Regions from separate parts of the Zea mays genome. Here region 1 is linked to region 2. A link is a contact called in public Hi-C data. All regions are on one chromosome and are shown on one strand. The core of a region is the stretch at or near the end of the contact, and the rest is flanking DNA. Distances in the headings are between cores, read along the strand shown. Region 1 has its middle 22 kb from the start of LOC100381303. Region 2 holds the start of LOC103625917 (CSC1-like protein RXW8).

Region 1 (5,618 bases), core at 2,523-5,022, 130 kb after region 2:
GTAAGTAGTTATATCTGGCTCAATTCCAAGCAACCTTTACACTTACATTATGCAAACTAGTTCAATCATGCACTTCTATATTTGCTTTGGTTTGTGTTGGCATCAATCACCAAAAAGGGGGAGATTGAAAGGGAATTAGGCTTACACCTAGTTCCTAAATAATTTTGGTGGTTGAATTGCCCAACACAAATAATTGGACTAACTAGTTTGCCCAAGTGTGTAGATTATACAGGTGTAAAAGGTTCACCCTCAGCCAATAAAAAGACCAAGTTTTGGATTCAATAAAGGAGCAAAGGGGCAACCGAAGGCACCCCTGGTCTGGCGCACCGGACTGTCCGGTGTGCCACCGGACAGTGAACAGTACCTGTCCGGTGCACCAGGGGACTCAGACTCAAACTCGCCACCTTCGGGAATTTCCAGGGCGACTCGGCTATAATTCACCGGACTGTCCGGTGTACACCGGACAGTGTCCGGTGTACACCGGACAGTGTCCGGTGCGCCAAGGGAGGTCGGCCTCAGGAACTCGCCAGCTTCGGGAAACGCCAACGGCTAGCCCGCTAAAATTCACCGGACTGTCCGGTGTGCACCGGACTGTCCGGTGCGCCTCCGAAGCAACGGTCACCTCCGCGCCAACGGCTCTCTGCCGCGCATTTAATGCGCCCTCTGCGCGCGCAGAAGTCAGAATCGCCCATGCTGGTACACCGGACATCAAACAGTACCTGTCCGGTGTGCACCGGACACCCAGGCGGGCCCACAAGTCAGAAGCTCCAACGGTCAGAATCCAACGGCAGTGATGACGTGGCAGGGGCACCGGACTGTCCGGTGTGCACCGGACTGTCCGGTGCGCCATCGAGCAGACGCCTCCAGCCAACGGTCAAGTTTGGTGGTTGGGGCTATAAATACCCCAACCACCCCACCATTCATTGCATCCAAGTTTTCCACTTCTCAACTACTACAAGAGCTCTAGCATTCAATTCTAGACACACTAAAGAGATCAAATCCTCTCCAATTCCACACAAAGCCCTAGTGACTAGTGAGAGTGATTTGCCGTGTTCATTTGAGCTCTTGCGCTTGGATTGCTTCTTTTCTTTCTCACTTGCTTTTGAGATCACAACTCCATTGTAATCAAGGCAAGAGGCACCAATTGTGTGGTGGCCCTTGCGGGGAAGTTTTGTTTCCGGCTTTGATTTGAGAAGAAAAGCTCACTCGGTCCAAGGGACCGTTTGAGAGAGGGAAGGGTTGAAAGAGACCCGGCCTTTGTGGCCTCCTCAACGGGGAGTAGGTTTGCAAGAACCGAACCTCGGTAAAACAAATCTCCGTGTCTCACTTGCTTATTCGCTTGGGATTTGTTTTGCGCCCTCTCTCTCGGACTCGTTTACATTTCTAACGCTAACCCGGCTTGTAGTTGTGTTTATATTTGTAAATTTCAGTTTCGCCCTATTCACCCCCCCTCTAGGCGACTATCAGAGTCGCCTCTGGAAATTCCCGAAGGTGGCGAGTTTGAGTTTGAGTTTGAGTCCCCCTGGTGCACCGGACATGTCCGGTGGCACACCGGACAGTCCGGTGCGCCAGACCAGGGGTGCCTTCGGTTGCCCCTTTGCTCCTTTGTTGAATCCAAAACTTGGTCTTTTTATTGGCTGAGTGTGAACCTTTTACACCTGTATAATCTATACACTTGGGCAAGCTAGTTAGTCCAATTATTTGTGTTGGGCAATTCAACCACCAAAATTAATTAGGGACTAGGTGTAAGCCTAATTCCCTTTCAGTAGCCGAGAGCGTGACGGGGGAGCAGGATGAATCGCGTGGCGGATGCCGCACCTCACCGACGACGAAGGGCAGCATGTAAGACTAGTAGAGGAGGGAGACGTGGGGGCACGAGTCTGTAAGGAGGGGAAGAGGAGACCGAGCGTCCGGGCGTGGCTCATGCGACTTCCAGTGCACGCGGCGACCTGAGACTAGCGGTGTGTTGGCGATGACGTGGAGTGGGCTGGGGAAATCAGACTCATCGGTGCGGCGCGCGGCATGGAGAAGGTAGATAAAAACAATAATCGAGACTGAGCAGTGGACCCGACGACGTCTGATAGGTCCCAACTATTGGTTAGGAACAAAATCGAGACAAAGCAGTGGGCCTACGGTGTTCGACGGGCCCCACCTATCGATAATGACGGACAAATGAACAGAACAACAGAAGGCTCACAGAGTGGCGAAAATAAGGACAATTTTTATTTTAATTTCTATGACTATATCTGAGCACGACTAGAAACTAAGGGTAGAATGAGCGTTGTTGCAAAACTAAGGTCACAATGTAAAATTCCCTATCACGTACATTGGATGTCATGTGGACGTAATAGTACGGTGGTTCCAGTGCACAGCCTCCCTCTCGCCCCTGCCATATAAGCTCTTAACCTCACTCTCGTCCCTACTGCTCTAGTGTATAGATATAACCTTAGCATATAGGCACATCAGATTTTCTATTTCAGAATTAAGTAATTTACGTGGATTTATTGGATTTATTTCAATGATAAAAAATCACACAACATAATATTCTTTATCGAATTAAAACTTAAAAAGTGCATGATAAATAAAATAAAATTACACGATATAATCGAAGTGCTCGATCTCAACCTCATCTTCATGAGAAATTTGTGATGATCAAAGAGAAATTGGAGATGAAATTTGTTATTCTTTTGCATTTTTTTTGATTTTTTTAACTTCAAACGGTAAAAAACGGCGAGTTACGTAGGCTAGCACACGTGGACCAATCAAAAGTCGCCACGTCGCGCTCTCGTCCGTCACTCTCGCCCTCGCCCGCGCGTGGCCCGCCTCTCGCGTTGCTGTCGTTCTCCTCTCGCCCGGGCGCGCTCCAGCGCCGGTCGCCCGCTCTCGCCAGCGTGAGCGGCGTCGCCGGGGGACGCGCTCTCGCTCTCCTCTCGTTCGGTGCCAGGCGACAGTAGCTCCCTATCGCCCCTACTGCCGCCCGCGTTGGCACCTAAGCAAGCCATGTAGCTTCCTAAGCAACTAAAGACTGGAGAATGTGTTGCTCCTGGGACGTTTAACTGAGTGTTTTACTTCTTGTCAGCAGCTGGGCGGTGATTTTAGTGTACTCAAGTGTTTTGTAGACCTATTCCTGGGAGGCTGGGATCATGTAAGAAATACTTGACACAACAATGTTTTGACTTTATTTGTTGTGTTTCTGATTCCCTAATTTTTGATGCGGAGCTGTTCTTGTTATCTATCCATATTAGCTCTACATTTTGAAATGTTCATACCGGGTTACAGGTTCAGTTGCTGGTCATGGTTCATTGAATTTTTTTTTTAAGATGTGAGTTGATCCACATAGAAGTAAGCCAGAAAGAAAGAAAGGAAGTTCAATGAGGCTGCTGTGCTCAATTTTCGGGAGTTCATCTGAAAATTCTGAAACTCACAAGTGCAACTCGAGGACAGATGAACCAAGCCTGATGTAGAACTGTGTTATCAGCTGCCAAAGTGCCTGCAGGTGTAATTTATGTGGGCGGCAGACCTGCGCAGCCCGGCCAAGATTAGGCGGCGGGTGCAGATTTTGGACGCCCCGATTTGGCCACCTGGGAGCCACAAGAATGAACTGCATCGGCCATAAATTGGGCTTTCAATGGCTTAAATTGGGCTGGGCGACTGCGGGCTCCGGGTTGGAATACATTCCGGGATATGTCTTCATGTCTTGTGGATCTCATACCTGTGGTGACAAGAAATACCATTGCATGCTGAGTAGGCTGTGCTGGGCTTACCGGTTACAGACGAATGGGCTACTTCTTTCCTTCCTCGTATGGCGAAGGCCCATTTTCTTGCAACACTCAGTATGTGTCTGCTGCATGCAAAATTTCAAACGCGTGAGTCCTGGTAATCTGACTACACGTTTCATTCACTGCATTTTATTTTACAATCTTCTTGGACCACCTGAGGAAGCATTGCTTGCTCATATTATTCGGTAGCTCTCTAAGAGTAGTCATCACCTAATTTACCCTCTTTCTGTTTCTTATGACTAGTTCGAGAACTCTATTTTTTCCGAATAATTTCTATTTTTATTTTTATAAGGAGATTACTTTATTTTGTCTTAAAAAATATAAAATTCTTTTTTTTGATAATGGAAACATGAGTTCCGGCTTTAGCATGGTAATGCGTACAGCCAACACAAGACAATTATTACATCCGAGAAACATTGCATAGAAAATGAAACTAACTTAAAGAAGCAAAATCACGAGAATGTAGGTAACTCTAGCCATCCTCAATTCTTGCATTTGAGCGCCATCCATGATTTGCAAAGACTTCCATCGACACCACTTCCAACGCTTGACAGACATCGAGGATTTGTTGATGTGATTCCTCCTTCTGTAGAAGTCTCCAGAATCTGAACCAGTAAGTACCTCTGAAAATGACCTGCAGAATTGATGGTATTGGTTTATGATTAAAAGCAACTTCATTTCGACTAAGCCAAATAGACCAAAATAAAGCTGAGATTCCAGAGAGTAATAATTTTTTGTATCCTGGACTCATATTGCTTCCCCAAGACCCAATAATGTGATTAATGCTAACGGGCCTGTCTATCTTTAAGGCATAGTAAATTAATCTCCATATGTTGCTGGCCATATAGCAGTCAAAAAAGAGATGATGAATAATCTCATTTTGGTTGCAAAAGCTACAAGTCAAGCTGCCTTTCCAGCGTCTTTTGGCTAGGTTATCTTTAGTAAGGATCGCTCCCCGACATAAATTCCACAAAAAAACTTTTATTTTCAAGGGGAGCTTAAGTTTCCAGAGCTTTTTATTCCGTTCGTCGTTGGGATTATTCATCAAACAATGGTACATAGATTGGACTGAAAAAATTCCATTCTTATGACCATCCCAAACAAATTTGTCGCTAGACAGATTCAAAGTAACATTAGATAGCAAGTTTAACATGTTGTGCCATTCCATCAATTTAATCCCCCTAATTATTCGGCGAAAAGATAAATTAAGATTCGTAGCTGAAAAAACGTCTACCACTAATGCTGATTTATTCCGCACTATATTAAATAGATTCGGAAATTGCTCACAAAGAGGCCGACTGGTTAGCCATTTATCCTTCCAAAATCTGATAGTTTGACCATTCCTCGCTTCGAAGCGCCCCCATCTGAGAAATTGATCCTTAGTATTCATTAAACCTGACCAGAAATGAGAATCACCCGGTCTTCTAGATATTTGAGTAAGGGATTTAACGCTTAGGTATTTATTTTTAAGTAATTGTTGCCACATCCCATCCTCATTGAATAATTTGAAGAGCCATTTGCTGAGTAAGCTGGTGTTTTTAAGAGCCAGATTAGAGACACCTAAACCACCTATCGCTTTGGGTTGACAAACAACATTCCATCTAGCAAGTCTATACTTTCTTTTACTGCCTCCTCCCTGCCAGAAGAATCTGGAACGGATCGCATCCAATTTCTTCAAGACGCCTGCCGGAATCTCAAAAAAAGACAACATAAATAAAGGAAGACTACTCAACACAGAATTGAGTAAGACCAGTCGACCACCTGACGATAGAAATTTGGCCTTCCAAGTACTAAGTCTCCTTTCAAACCGGTCAATCACACCTTGCCAGTCACTATTTC
Region 2 (6,026 bases), core at 2,864-5,363:
TGGGTCGGGCGGAGCGGAGTTCGTCGTCTTCCGGGGCTGAGCCCATGTCCGAGCCCTGGGGTCGGGCGAGGCGGAGTTCGTCGTCTTCCGGGGCTGAGCCCGAGTCCGAGCCCTAGGTCGGGCGGAGCAGAGTTCGCCGTCTTCCGGGGCTGAGCCCGAGTCCGAGCCCTGGGGTCGGGCGAGGCGGAGTTTCCTATGACGCCCGTGGCCGGTCTTGGCTGCTGTCAGCCTCACTCTGTCGGGTGGCTCAGCAGTCGGAGCGCCGCAGGCGGCGTTGTCCTCTTGTCAGGCCGGTCAGTAGAGCGACGAAGTGACTGCGGTCACTTCGGCTCTGTCGACTGGAGGGCGTGCGTCAGGATAAAGGTGTCAGGCCACCTTTGCATTAAATGCCCCTGCGATTTGGTCGGTCGGCGTGACGATGTGGCCAAGCTTGCTTCTCGGTGAAGACTGGGCCTCGGGCAAGCCGATAGTGTGCCCGTTGCTGGAGGGGGGGGTCCTCGGGCGAGACGTAGGTTCTCCGGGGTCGGCTTCCCTTGCCCGAGGCTAGGCTCGGGCGAGGCACGATCATGTCCCTTGAATGGACCGATCCTTGGCTTAATCGCACCCATCAAACCTTTGCAGCTTTGTGCTGGTGGGGGTTATCAGCTGAGATTTAGGGGTCTTGAGGGTACCCATAATTATGGTCCCCGACACTAATAGATAAAACATGTGAAATATTTATAATGTGTTTCTATTTTTATTTGTTTCTTTTTTAATTATTCCTTTTTCCTTTTTTCTTGGTATGATTCAATACAGTGGTGTGTGTAAACATAAAAGATAGAGGTGTCTACTCATTATTATAATCGCTAAATAAATTTTAGAGCAAATGCTAATAAAGCGGTCTAACTAATATACTCCCTCCTGTGTACTATTAGTTGTCGTCTTGGAAAAAGGTTTAAGTCAAATTTATAAAATTTTGACTACAAATAATTATTTTATTATTTAGTTTTGAAACCTAATGTTTATATGTACAAATTTGTTAACAAGTACTTTTATATAAATATTAATGTATTAAGAGTTTACTTATATTTAAAAACATCAGTTAAAGTTATATGTTAGAGACAGTGTCGTTATCCTAAACGACAACTAATAGAAAACATATGCAACATGCATGTTTGACTCGGTATCCTATCTCGAACGGGAACACCGGAACAAAAACCATTGCCCTCTCGTGGCTCGCCGCCGCCGCCCGATGCAAGACGTGTGAATAGGAATATTCCTAAAACATCCGATTTATATAACAAATCTAATATTTTAACATATATACATAGAATTTAAAGCTGATTTTTGGCAATGTTATTTAGAATATTATGAAGTACTTAAATAAAGTTTTGTATAATTTTTTATGTGCATTATTTTCTCTCTATAACAACAAGATGAAAAAACATCTGAATCCGTATTCGAATAGACATCCGAATTTTATATCAATTATTTAAAAATATATAAAACTAATTTAAGATTTATTTTTTGTGAAAATTAATAGCATCAATCCTAAAACAAGAATATAAATTTACATAGCAAATTCTATATGTTATTTGTTCGCAATCTAAAAAAAGACAAAAAAAAATTGACATCCAAATAAGCATCTAGATCCATCTTTACGTGTGAAGCCAAGCCGTCAAGGAGGTGAAAAGTCAAAAAGCCAGAAAGGACGAGGAATCGGAGAGTCCATCGATCGAACTGCAAGGCATTATTATGAGAATGGAGTTATGGACACTGATTCTATCTATCTTATATGGAACATGCAGACAAGGGCACTGAAGGAGGAATGAAGATAAACAATTAGGGTCTGTTTGGTTTGATGGCTAATTTACCACACTTTATCTAACTTTTCTATCTAAAGTTAGTTCTTCAATTCGAATGACTAACCTTAAACAAAGTGTGGCACATTTAGCCACGAACCAAACAACCCCTTAATACAGAGTATGGAAAACACCTAGGTTGTAAGACAAGCGTTGCACGATCCGTTGATGTCGCCTCTCCATTATCGTGGTGTTGACACCTTTTCAGGCGCCAAACACTGCGTGAGAACCAGTGGCGGTGCCCTCTGTAGAGGCGTGGACGGTCCGCGGCCAGGGGCCGGACAGTTCGCGACCTAGTACAGGGGCTGGCGTTTCCTGCCTGGCGGCCGGACGGTCCGCGCCTACAGGCTGGACGGTCCACGCTAGGGATGGCAACGGGGAATTCCCCACCGGGGAATAGCTCCCCATCCCCGTCCCCGCGACGAAAAAACTTCCCCGCGGGGATCCCCACGAACGCTTGCGGGGAGCATTTCTTCCCCATCCCCGTTCCCCGCGGGGATAAATCCCCAACGGGGATCCCCATCCCCGTTTAAATTACAATTAAGACATACATACTTTGCTATTAATGTTAAATATTGTCGCTTATACACATTGTCAGATATAAGAAATCATTATGCACACATCAAAATAAACACATTTGTACAATTAGTCGTCTCTTGATAAGGTAATTATTTATTTTTGTCGTTAACTAGTACAAAAAACATAGTCACGTGCAAGTTTAACGGGTCCCCGCGGGGAACGGGGATGGGGAATGCTTCCCCGTCCGCATCCCCGTTTACCCGTTGGGGGATAAAATTTCCCCGTTTATATCCCCGCGGGGGAAGTTTCTTCCCCATCCCCATCCCCTAATGGAGGAATTCCCCGCGGGGAATCGGGGATCGGGTCCCCATTGCCATCTCTAGTCCACGCGTGCGCTGGGGTGGCGAAGGTCACTAGCGGTGCCTGGATCTCGCTCCCGGGAGGGACCTCGTCGGGGAGGAGAGATCCTATGGGTTGTCTAGGCTCGGCAGGCCGACCTAGACTACTATAATCGACGTAGAGTTGAAGAGAAACAAAGAATCTAGGGATTGGAATACTAAACTAGGGCTAAACTAGAACTACTCCTAATGCGTAAGGTAAAAACGAGAAATAGATTTTATTTGATCGATTGTTGTGAGGTTCAATCGGCCGTAGCCCTTCATCTATATAAAGAGGATGTCTGGATCCGCTTTGAACTAATTTCCAAATCAATCCCACGGTTTTAGGTAACAAATCCCGCGAGAAACTAGAAACTCTAACTGACTCTGCGTATGCATGGACCGTCCGGTTCAGGACCGAACTATCCGTGAGGCACTTTTGGTCTCCAACACGTGGCAAGGAGCAAGTAGATTGAAGGCTGTCGTCTATCGATGGGATAGGTGTAGTGGCTTTGGAGATCGATGGTCATTGTTGTGTCAATCATGCTGGGTTTGTGTGCGGGAAGGGGTTGGGCGGACCGGTGGAGGAAGGGGCTACAGGGGACTAGGGGAGTTGGAGAGGGAGCTCGGAGCCTTGGGGCACACAAATCATGCGCAGACTAGGCCAGGTCGGCCCACCGTGTTTCAACCCAAATAGGTTTGGGCTGAGAAAGCCCAAAAAAAATATGAATCGTGTTGTGACAATATAAAAAGTAAAATTAGCGGTCCAACCTAGCTTATCGGGTCATGTCAGACCTTTTATTTGGTCGTATCGGTCAAACCTGACCTATATATTTAAACCATATAAAATATAAATATTATAACCATATATAGCTTTCTAAATTAAAGAACTAAACACCGGGCATTATCGGGTCGACACGGTCCAAGTCCGGCCCATTTGGGACTGTGTCGGAGGTCCGATAGACCAGAATTTGAGGTCCAACACACGACTGCCTTTGAGTTGTGCTAGTTTAGTATATTCATTTCGTGCTAATCTTTGTTTTGAGCTTTTTTTTGGACCGTGCTAGTGTTGGTGCTGGTCATAAAAGTCGGCCCATATTTCGAGCGATGACGCATGGTTGTCCGTGAGAGGGCACATATTTCTGTTTTATTGTTGCTGCTAGATAGACTTGGGTATTATTATTATTATTATTATTATTATTATTATTATTATTATTATTATTATTAAAGTTGTAGATATAGAGGTAGTCAGTTTGAAAACTAAAGTTTTTTATATTTTAAAAGGGTTTTACCAAGCAATGTTTCTCCTTGACTTTTATGGATGTGGTCGGAGAGATGCTTCATGCCGACCAGTCGAACCCTATAGAGCCCCACGCCATGCCATCCTCTCATCTCAAAAAGGAAGAAAATAAAAAGAAAGAGGACAGAAAAAATCGTAGCATCGCAAACGCCTACGCGGCCGCATGCATGCCCCCGACGCGGCCGATTGGGCATTTGGGGCGAACGGTTGTTTCGGCAAGGAAGCCGCGCCTACGCCCGCCCGCGCTCGCGCCTCTCCACCGCCGCCGGCGTGAACCTCAACCAAGCACCGCGCCCGCGCCGGCGACTGTCCATAAGGCCGTGTCCTGCCGTCGCGCACCCCTGCGTCGTACGATCGTCCACGATACCAAGGTATTAATCCAATCCCACATTGTTCTCTGACGACCTCCGTCCGTCAATGCCGGTCCCATCTCGTGCGCGCGTACGTGTTCTCGGCTTCGCCGGGATTGTTTAGGGACGTGCAGAACCGGCTGGGTTTTGACGCGGAGGTGGTGCGTTTGTTGTCCGCCGGTCTGAATTTATGATCCGTTTTCCATTATGATTTCCTGTGCATTTTAGCTGTTGTCAGATATCAAACCAAATCGGAGACGAGGGAATTAATCAACATTCTTTTCATCTGCATTTGAGGTGTTACATTTGCTAAGAATTGGGCATCTGTACCCTTTTTTCATCAAGAAAGAAAAAAAAAGGAAAACAAAATTTGGCTTCAAGTTTGCAATTTTATGTGTTTATTGGTAACCGAAGGGACCTGGGAGAGTGGGAGAGGGGTGTCATCGCTACATGCAGCCTATCTATATATCATAAGCTGCCTTGTCTGATCGTCAGCAACTCAGCATCACACTTGGATTGCGTGATTATATATAATTGGTTGTTGGTTTTGTTACGTAGTCAGGTATCAGCACAGACTGCAGCATCAGACTTATTTGGCTGGAGAAATCAGGGATCATCAGAGTCAAAGGCAACAAGATTCTGCTACCATATCAGTGCAAGCGAATGGCTGACTGTTTAAAGACATGCCTGGATCTTCTATTGTGAATTCGCAGTTCTTTCATGGGTGGATTGTCAGGATCCCAAACTGGTAGAGGTGGGGGATGGAATTCTCTGCTCTTCTGACTTCAGCGGGGATAAACATCGCTGTCTGCGTGCTCTTCTTGTCCCTCTATTCGATCCTCAGGAAGCAGCCTCACAACTTCAGCGTCTACTTTGGGAGGCGGCTTGCTGAAGAGAGGTTCCAGAGGCAGGACGATTACTTCTCGTTTGAGAGGCTACTGCCTACTGCTGGTTGGATTGTAAAGGCGTACTGGTGCACCGAAGAAGAGATTCGACAAGTTGCTGGCTTGGACTCTGTTGTGTTCCTTCGCCTCTTCATTTTCAGGTTTTTCTCATCGATATTAGTGTATTGAGTGCTTGCAACTCTAATGGTTCGAATCACTTGAATGGTAACTCATAAATGCATTGAATGATTTAAATCCATGGTTGTACTTGAGGCATACTCAAATTTGCTGTACAGAAAGCATTTACATAATTTTAATATCACAAATTTATGGTACTAATTGATCAACGATTTCTGCATACTTTCAACTTTTTTTGTCTTCCCTGTATGTTGAATGCACATGGATATCTTTTATCATCTTGATAATTGTTTCTATCGGAAACTTACAAGAGTATGTCCTTGTTCTGCAGCATCCGTATCTTCTCAATTACTTCTCTTGTTTGTGTATTTGTTGTGCTTCCTGTTAATTATCATGGGAAAGAGATGAATCACAATCATATTCCGGAAGAGTCACTGAATGTTTTTACTATAGCCAATATCGTCGAAGAATCTCGAAAGTAAGATCTGCATCTTCATTCCATTTACCTGATAACCCACTTTTGGCCTGTACCCTGTTGTTATAATTTTTTAAAGATGGTAACATTGTAAGATTATTTAATTATATGAAAGATTATGTCACTGCATCAAATACAAAGG

What was found. Hi-C and Micro-C count contacts between places; a contact is called where the count stands out from the background.
Region 1: a Hi-C map of ear shows a contact between it and region 2, with 3 times the contacts expected there. The contact joins the enhancer-like site here to the promoter of LOC103625917 in region 2. A contact is called at or near these places in 2 of 25 Hi-C or Micro-C datasets (ear and tassel).

Annotation. Positions count from the first base shown.
Region 1 is chr5:10,022,164-10,027,781 of Zm-B73-REFERENCE-NAM-5.0, forward strand. No RefSeq gene overlaps it. Among protein-coding and RNA genes, the nearest start is that of LOC100381303, 22 kb to the left of the region's middle. Within about 2 kb of position 3,773, at least 20 of the 20 cell types and tissues checked have an H3K27ac peak or open chromatin away from gene starts, as enhancers often do. A contact at or near this core is called in ear and tassel, where this site is marked.
Region 2 is chr5:9,895,696-9,901,721 of Zm-B73-REFERENCE-NAM-5.0, forward strand. It overlaps LOC103625917 (CSC1-like protein RXW8), which reads left to right and starts at 4,114. Exons shown (of 11, transcript XM_008646320.3): 1 at 4,114-4,408; 2 at 4,950-5,432; 3 at 5,741-5,887. The coding sequence starts at 5,149.